Linked DNA regions of Mus musculus: region 1 is linked to region 2. A link is a contact called in public promoter capture Hi-C data. All regions are on one chromosome and are shown on one strand. Each heading gives the region's core, a stretch centred on a gene start, on an enhancer-like site or on the middle of the called end of the contact. The rest is flanking DNA. Distances are from core to core; before and after follow the strand shown. Region 1 holds the start of Psmd14 (proteasome (prosome, macropain) 26S subunit, non-ATPase, 14). Region 2 holds the start of Wdsub1 (WD repeat, SAM and U-box domain containing 1).

The links. Capture Hi-C pulls out chosen DNA fragments and counts their contacts.
Region 1: a contact with region 2 is called in a promoter capture Hi-C map of liver, with 3 times the contacts expected there. The contact joins the promoter of Psmd14 here to the promoter of Wdsub1 in region 2. A contact is called at or near these places in 1 of 39 promoter capture datasets (pre-B cells) and 2 of 9 other capture datasets (adipose tissue and liver).

The regions. Positions count from the first base shown.
Region 1 is chr2:61,709,903-61,714,374 of GRCm38.p6, reverse strand. It overlaps Psmd14 (proteasome (prosome, macropain) 26S subunit, non-ATPase, 14), which reads right to left and starts at 2,681. Exons shown (of 12, transcript NM_021526.2): 1 at 2,502-2,681.
Region 2 is chr2:59,880,062-59,884,294 of GRCm38.p6, reverse strand. Wdsub1 (WD repeat, SAM and U-box domain containing 1) reads left to right here and starts at 1,689. Exons shown (of 11, transcript NM_001379396.1): 1 at 1,689-1,817. It overlaps Gm52554 (a long non-coding RNA gene), which reads right to left and starts at 1,616. Exons shown (of 3, transcript XR_003954039.1): 1 at 1,603-1,616.

The sequences.
Region 1 (4,472 bases), core at 1,432-3,931, 1.8 Mb before region 2:
CACCAATCAGTGAATCAGTATTTTAAAAATTAAAAAACAGGATTCCACTCCAACCTCCATGTAGAAGACTGCGAATTTAGTCTTAAAAGAAACATAGCTATCTACCACATGGTCGCTAATTACAACATCTAAGCAAAATATTCACCAAAAAGGCACAACTGCTTCCTGTTACTGACTTTCAAATGATTCTGAATCTAGGTACTAGGTATAGTGTTTATATGGCAAGTATACAAAGGAGATGAATCCAGTCCCTGAAGTTAAAAATCCAGCTTTTTAACTACAATAACAATGTTTTATTATCAAAGATCTTATTGGGTGGGGGTGGGATAAACGTCCCAAATCCAACAGGTGAGAGTAAAATAAAAGATCAGAACTTCAAAATGTTGTTCTTTTGACAAGATTTAACTTTGTTTTAGGCAAATTCAAAACAACTTTCAGTTCTTTACCAAAACACATTCACTATAGTTAATGATGAGCCACTGTTTATCTTAATTATGTCTACATATACAACCTATGCACTTTAAGACATACAATTTATTTGTATTGTTTTAATTGTGTGGGGGGAGGGTATCTACACATCAGTACAGGTACCCCAGGACATCTGCAGAGCTGGAGTTACAATCCATTGTGAGTCACTGGATATGGGTGCTGGGAATAGAACCCAGGTACTCTGCAGGAACTCTCTCAAGGCCCTAAGCAATAGAATTTAAACATTAAAAAACAAACCATTGATTGAGGTAACATGGCAAGACGGGCACCATTATATTAATTATCCACATTGACAATCTGTCCAGTTTCCAACTTCAACGTTAAGTGCTTGTCTTGTTGCTTTACTTACATTATGTTTGCAGCAGTACAACCAATTTTTAGGCTGGGTACTGATGCACATACCTGTAATTCCAACACTACACTGTGGAGGCTAAAGCAGGAAGATCCCATCAGGCAGTGGTTAGCCTGGGCTGTGTAGGGAGAAGCCATCTCAAAAACAAACAGAAAAGCAGAACCAGCAGCAGCCTGACCTATAATCGGTTACACAGACCAGGCCGGCCTCAAACAGCAGAAGATTCTCCCCACCTTTTCCTCCCTAGTACTGCGAGTGTTCACATGAGAACTGTATTTCTTTGCTAACATTTAAGGCCTTTTCTATAAATTAGATCTTTACTAGCGCTTTCATATTATTTTTGTTGTTGTTGTTGTTTTTGTGAGACAGGATCTCACTGTATAGCCCTAACTGGCTCAGAACTCGTTTTTGTAGACTAGGCTGGTCTTCAACTCAGAGATCAGCCTGCCTCTGCCTCCTGAATTCTGGCATTAGAAGTGTTTACCACTGTCTTGAAGATTCTATTGCTGTGAAGAGACACTATGACCACAGCACCTCTTGTAGAAAACATTTCATTGGGGCTAGCTTACAGGTTCATTTTCATCATGGTGAGAAGCATGGTGGCATGCAGGTAGACATGGTACCTCAGAGTTTTACATCTTGATCCACAGGCAGCAGAAGACTGTGTGCCACACTTGAGCTTATGACACCTCAAAGCCCACCCCAACAGTGACACACTTCCTCCAGCAAAGCCACACTGCCTAATAGTGCCACTCCCTTATGGGCCTATTGGGGCCAATTACAAACTACCACAGCCATGACGTGGAACTTGGTTGCCATTTTAACTTTTTTTTCACTCCGTGCTAAAGTGGAATTACATGCCTTTAACTTCAACACTTGGTAAACTGAGGCAGGATTATATTAATTTAAGGCCAGCCTGGTGTACATAATTAGTTTTAGACCAAGCAGATATACTGAGTAAGAACCTATCTCCAAATTAATAAGTAAACAAAGCGTTCCCAAATTTCTTAAGACTCTTTTGAAATGCGGGCATCATTCTTTGGCAGACACTGAGTTCGATCGACCCACGGGAAAACTGAGTTCTAATAACCCGCAGCAGCGGTAGTTGATTTCTACTTTACTCAAAAATGGACATGTAACCATTCACAGACCAGTACTCAAGTGGAGCAGTACAAGAAGTAATGGCATAGCAGGAATAACCCAACTTTATTCTAAAAACATTCAGGATTAAAAGCATGCCTCTCTGAAGGTTTTTAAAGCTAGCAGGACAAACGATTAAGCGAACATCCTCGCTCCTTTTCTTCCCTGGACTGGAAGTTTTTCAACACAGGAAGATCTAAAGACGAACACACGTAGATCATAAACAGGGTTCTGCCAGTTGATGGGTTAAAGGTTCCCAAGCTAGAGGGAAGCAGAAACGTTTGCAAGGAGATGACATCCAGCCCTAACCCTGCCGGACACCCGGAGGTGAGGGAAGAAAGGACCAAGGGGTCCGCAATCCCATCAGGCCCCGGACTCCACCGGCAACCTGGCTGGGCAACGTGACTCAGGAAAGCCCAAGGCTTGAAGGCGGCCTAGCGAGGCAGGCTCCCGGACGTCCCAGGCCCGCCTCGGGGCTCGGCTGAGGCCGCCTGAAGAGAGCTCGCGGTCTGCATCCTACCTGGCCTTGTGGCGACGCGGCGGCGAGGGCAGCGCCTCACACTCAACAAGGACCTGGCTCGGAGAACAGGCGATGAATCAGCCCGATTCCATTCAAAAGAGTCGCCCAGGCCTCTGCAGAGAAGTACTTCCGGGTTCCCGGCTTCCTTCGGCTTCCTTTCTTCTACCGCCAATTGGAGTCCGCCGGGGAGTGGAGCCGGCGGGGGGGGGGGGGGGGGGGGCGGAGCCGGCTGGGGGCGGAGGAGCACACAGCGCACGCGCAGGCCGCCTGGTCCCGGTCCCCGCGAGGCGGAAGTCAGGCGAGCTGCTCCGCCCTCCTGGTTTTTTTCACAGTGCCAATCCTGCTTCACTGAGGTCTCCATGCTTTGGGAATTTTGGAGTTATCAGCCTTGTGGAGGCTAGACTTGGCTTGGTTCTGTCCTTCGCCTTTGTGGCCTTCCTCAAAATGTAAAAGGTTGAATTAAGGTTTTCTTGGTCACTTGAAAAGCAAAAATTAAAGGGGTGGGGGATAGGGAGATGGTTAGAAATATACAGGCTCTTTCCGCATACAAGTTTACCTCTTCTTGCCTTCACTGCCTAAAAAAGGGGTTATAGGCCGGGCGGTGGTGGTGCACGCCTTTAATCCCAGCACTTGGGAGGCAGAGGCAGGCGGATTTCTGAGTTCGAGGCCAACCTGGTCTACAAAGTGAGTTCCAGAACAGCCAGGGCTACACAGAGAAACCCTGTGTGTGTGTGGGGGGGGGGGGGGGGGGAACCTCAAGGAAATTTGACGTTTTTCCAGTGTTCCTGCCTCTTATTTTCAGCTGTTTCAATACGTATTGAAAAAAAACTACTTCTCTACATAATTAAACGATAACGGCCTTTTATCTTTGTGTTAGATTTTCAAAACAAAGTTACTCAAATTAACTTTGGCAAGTTTCTATCACATCCTGGGACGCCGTTTAGGTCACTCACCATGTTTATGGATTACTCCCACTTTCTCAAATATGTTAAAATGCATCTTTAAAGCGTTTCTTTTTTTTTTTTTTTTAGATTTATTTATTTATTTATTTATTTATTTATTTATTTATTTATTATATGTAAGTACACTGTAGCTGTCTTCAGACACTCCAGAAGAGGGAGTCAGATCTTGTTATGGATGGTTGTGAGCCGCCATGTGGTTGCTGGAATTTGAACTCCGGACCTTCAGAAGAGCAGTCAGGTGCTCTTACCCACTGAGCCATCTCACCAGCCCTAATTTTTTTTAAAAGCATTCCTGACTCAAAAATCACCATGGAACTACTGAATGGTAGAAGAGAATGGATTACAGAATCATTCCCCTTTAGTAAAACTCAAAAGGAATATGGCTATTACAAGAATATGGTTATGATGGTTTGTATATGCTTGCCCCAGGGAGTGGCACTATTTAAAAAGTGTGGCCCTGTTGGAGTAGGTGTGGCCTTGTTGGTGTAGGTGTGTTACTGTGGGTGTGGGCTTTGACACCCTTATCCTAGCTGCCTGGAAGACAGTATTCTGCTAGCAGCCTTCAGATGAAGATGTAGAATTCTCAACTCTTCCTGTACCATCATGCCTGCCTGGATGCTGCTATGTTGATATCATCAAGATGCTGCCCATCTTGATGATAATGGACCTATAAGCCAGCCCCAATTAAATGTTGTCCTTATAAGAGTTGTCTTGGTCATGGTGTCTGTTCACAGCAGTAAAACCCTAATAAGACAGTGGTTAAGTCTTACTGGGCCTGGAGAGGTGGCTCAGCTACTAATCACTTTCACTTTTGCTGCTCTTCCAGAAGACCCAAGTTCATTTTCCAGCAACCACAGTGGGCGGCAAACTGCTTGTAACTTCATCTCCAGAGGATTCAGTGACCTTTTCTCTCAAGAGCACCGTACCCTCACACACATACATAAACATCCACATTTTAAAACATTATTTGTATTAATTCTCAAAGAATTAATAAACGTTAAACATATTC
Region 2 (4,233 bases), core at 440-2,939:
GCAATATCTACTTTGATGTTGTTGAAGCCAATGTAGAGACCAGAAGCCAAAAATATACTACGTATGCTCCCCTCCCCCGACTTTTACCATCTGGTCTCAAGGACTCAGGTGGTGCTACAGAGGAAATACCTGTCCATCTGTCCAAATTGGGGAGGAACAGAGACCTAACTCTATAATCTTTTCTTTATAAATGATTCCTATTTGGCATATTTTAGAAAGTCTTCCATATCCCAAGGTTTTAAGCAAGAGACAAGCTACCAGAGAGGGCTTGCCTCTCCCAAACTACCTGTCCCATGGGGTGAACGTGCTGCAGCAAACAACTGGTGTTTGTAGGCGGGGTCTACTAGTCCCTTGTCTAATTGCTGTGATAAAACACACAGCAAGAGCAACTTGGGGAAAGGGTGGTTCACTTTGGCTCACAGTTCCAGAGGATAAAGAGCATCGTGACAGGGAACATGGGCAGCACTGCCTGGGGAAACTGGTCACATTGCATCCAAGTCAAGAAAGAGATAAACACTGGTGCTCCTTTTTCTTCAGCCCAAGTCACCGAGTGGGATGGTACCACCACAGTTAGGGTGGACCTTTCCACCTCATTAGCCTAATCAAAAAAATCCCTCACAGCCATGTCCAGAACTTTGTTTCCATGGTGATTCTAGCTCTGGACACATTGACACTATTAACTATCACCTAGGTTTCTTTCATAGATTTCACAGATTTTACTAAGATAATAGCCAGTCAAATTGATGGAGATGTGCTGCATCCTTGCAACGGGCCTCAAAGGAAAGAAGGCGTGACAGACACACATCCACAGAATCTGGGATGACATGGTCTGGGCTCTCTCATGGAAAAGGCTGCAGAACCCTGGGAACCCAGCCTGTTTAATACATACAGTTGGACACAGAGAGGGGTTACAGTTCAACATATAGCTGAATTAAGATGGCAGGGTTTATAGTATACAGCTGAACAAGGAGACAGGCTTAGCTCATCACTAGGAGCAGTCTCTGTGGGGGACCAGTCTTCAGGCGGTAAACATCCAGGAGGACAAAGCTAGAGAGGACATTTCTGCACACCCCGTTAACGTTAGAACGTCAGACAGGAGGGGTGGCTTTTCCAGTCCCATGGCTCTAAGGCACTGGGCTCCTTGATACGGCTATGCCCATATCAAACAAAATACACATTCACCAGGGCTCCAGTCACTATGGAGATAGAAAAAGATAACACTCAAGTCTGGCAAGAATGTGGAGAGACAGGCACCACTCTACATATATCATTCAGAGTACAAACCATGCCAAGTACAAACAACCCAGAGCCACTGGGTACTTGGTATGTAACGTAAGTCTGAAAATTCTTTAGGCTCATACACCCAGTAGTTCCATTTCTATTTAGCTCTAGTTGAGGTTCAGAAGTGTGGATAGAGATCTAAGTACGAAGGAGCTTAATCTAACTTTTTTTTTTCTGTGAGCAAAAAAGTTAAACTACCATTCGGCAGTATGATATAGTCCCATTTGGACCATTAAGCAAAACAAAACCCAAAACAAACAAGAAAAAAAACCAACTTCCAGGTAAATTACCACAGCCAAAGCCCACAGGGAACCGGCCTACCGGAGCTGCCGCGGGCACGCATGCGCGGGCATGGGCGCGGGGTGGGGCTTGCGCGGCTCTCCCTGCGCCGCAGCCACGCCCACCTCAGTTAGGTAACACGTGACCCAGTGAGTCGGGCTCTGCCTAGTGAGCAGCCCAGCCCAGCAGCCCAGCTCGGGGCCCAGCCCGGGGCCGAGCCCGGGGCAGTGCAGACTTGGTGACCTCAGAACCCGGAGGTGCGTGACCTCGACCCCGGAGCCGCGCAGGGGAGGAGCCGCCCGGAGGCGGGACTCTCAGTCCGGGTGCGAGGGAAGTGAGTGTGGGCTGCACGCCAGGTGGCGTTGGGGCGGGGGCAGGACCGGGCCACCGGGTGGGCTGCGGTCACGCACACCCCACTGGCCTGCTGGCTCGCCCGGCCTCTTGTGCGCCGAGAGAGAGAGAGCGGGAGCCGGTTCGGAAAGTCTCTCGCTGCATTGGCACTCCGGGGATTTGGACCGGCTCCAGAAAGCTCCATCTGAGCTTGTTTTCCGAGAACCTGTTGGAGTGTTTCTGCTTGTTTTGTTTTGTGAGGCTATGAGAGACCTGGAGGGAAGGCTGCTGAACTTTGGGAAGAAGATGAAAATGAAAACATTTACTTATTTATTTGTAGAGATTTCCGTAAACTAGATGAAGACAAGAGATTATCCATTTTACAAGTCGAGGTCACGTCTGTTTCTTAGGGATGGTTTCAGCCGCGATTGTTACTCGTTTGTTGGTTTTCTGAGACTAGTTAGGTAGGCTTTACCTCCTTGTTTAGCTGAAGGTGATCTTGAACCCCTGATCCTCGTCCTGCCTCTGCCTCCCTAGTGTTGGTGTTACAGGCTCAGGCCAGGATGCCCGGCACTAATTTTTAATTATACTGTTTTTCCACAGTTAGATTTTTGTTTTGGAAGCTTTACTTTCTAAATCATTCCATGCTAGATTTCATATGTAACATTTAAAAGCAAACTCAACTATATTTGGAACGGAGTTTCATTTGAGCACGTTAGGTACCTAGCACTGCCTTGCATGCTGTGGTTGCAGAGATAAGCAATATGGACAGGGTGCCTACTTCTTTGTGGTCACTGGCGGTGGGAATGCACACAGGGGCTGCCGCTGCAGGAATCAGTATGAAGCATTCTCAGAAGACTGACATTCGACCTGCCTGTACAACATCTTATGTAGCCAAAGATCTAAGTCCTACCACAGAGATACATGCACTGTGTGCGGTACAAGGCTGCATACCACAAGAAATGGAACTGATCTAGATGACTGTTGCCAGTTGGATTTTTTTAAACTGATACAAATGGATTTTTAAAATCGGTACATATACACAATAGAATTTTACTTTGCCACAAAGAAAAATGAAATCATGATATTTGTGGGAAAATGTTGGAACTAGAAATGACCCTGCTAAGTGAAATAAGCCAGACTCACACAAATGCTGGTCAGCCTTGGATACCTGAACACAATGCCCCCCTCTCCCAGAATCTACCATTGGCCAATAGTTCAGAAGTAAGAAGCGGTGCCTCACGAGCCACTTCCCTGATCCCTGTCTTGACAGCGCCAACCTTGTGCGAGCTCAGCACAGTAACAAGGTTGCTGGGCATGTATGATTGCAGTGGCTATATCTAATGAGTGGGATTTCAGAGCACTTCCTCTGTCCGCTGCCTTTGAAGTCTTTTGGTTCCCTGTCTTACAGTTGTTCCTAAGCCTTAGAAGGGATGCTATAAACATCTTATTTCAGGCTGATTCCTCAGCTTTCCTTAGCCTCAGTATCTATACTGCATTCCATGAGACTCTGCATTCACCATCGATGGCAAAGAGAGGTCTCTCTGGGGCTGAGAGCAGCATTTATTTGGCTGTGCTTATAAGCACAGATACTTAGAAGGACAGTTTGACTCTTCGTCAATTAAGCTGAACAACAGTAATAAGTTTCCCCAGGACCTCTCTAGGCATAGGCGATAGACAGGTTTTTCAGTACTGGGCATTGATTCCCATCTGCCCACAAATCCAGTCAGAGAAGGATTGGTTGTCTCCCTAAGAGTTGTGCCACTATTACAATGGTGGCTACATCTTGCCTGCCAGGTTGTGATTATAGTTCATAGAGTTTCGGCTAGTTAAGATTTGTCTTTTTTCTCCATCAGCCTCCATAGCACCAATGGCATTAACAGCTAGCCAGCATGGAGGAGGTTTCCAGGTCGCTTGCAGCTTGATTTCTTTGTATCTTGGAACCAAGAGATGTGGAACCTTCCAGCAGTAGAGCTTTGTCATCTAGTTCTGGTGGACAACCAAGGCTTGGCAAGAGCCTGTGCTGTTTGAGGGGAGGGGCGAGCTTCTGGGGCTTCTCCGACCAACAATTCCCATGGAAGTGTAATGGTTTGAACAAGAATGGCTCTCTTAGGTTCGTCTGTTTGAATGCTTGGTCCCCAGTTGGTGGGACTGTTTGATAAGGATTAGGGGATGTGTCCTTGTTGGAGGCCTTGTTGGGCTTTGAGGTTTGTCATTTCCAGTTAGTGCTCTCTCTGCTTCCTGCCTGTGATCAGATAGAAGTGCTCATCGACTGCTCCAGTGGCTCCAGTGGTCTTCTTGCCTACCGCCATATCCCCCAGCAAGATGACAGATTCTGATCCC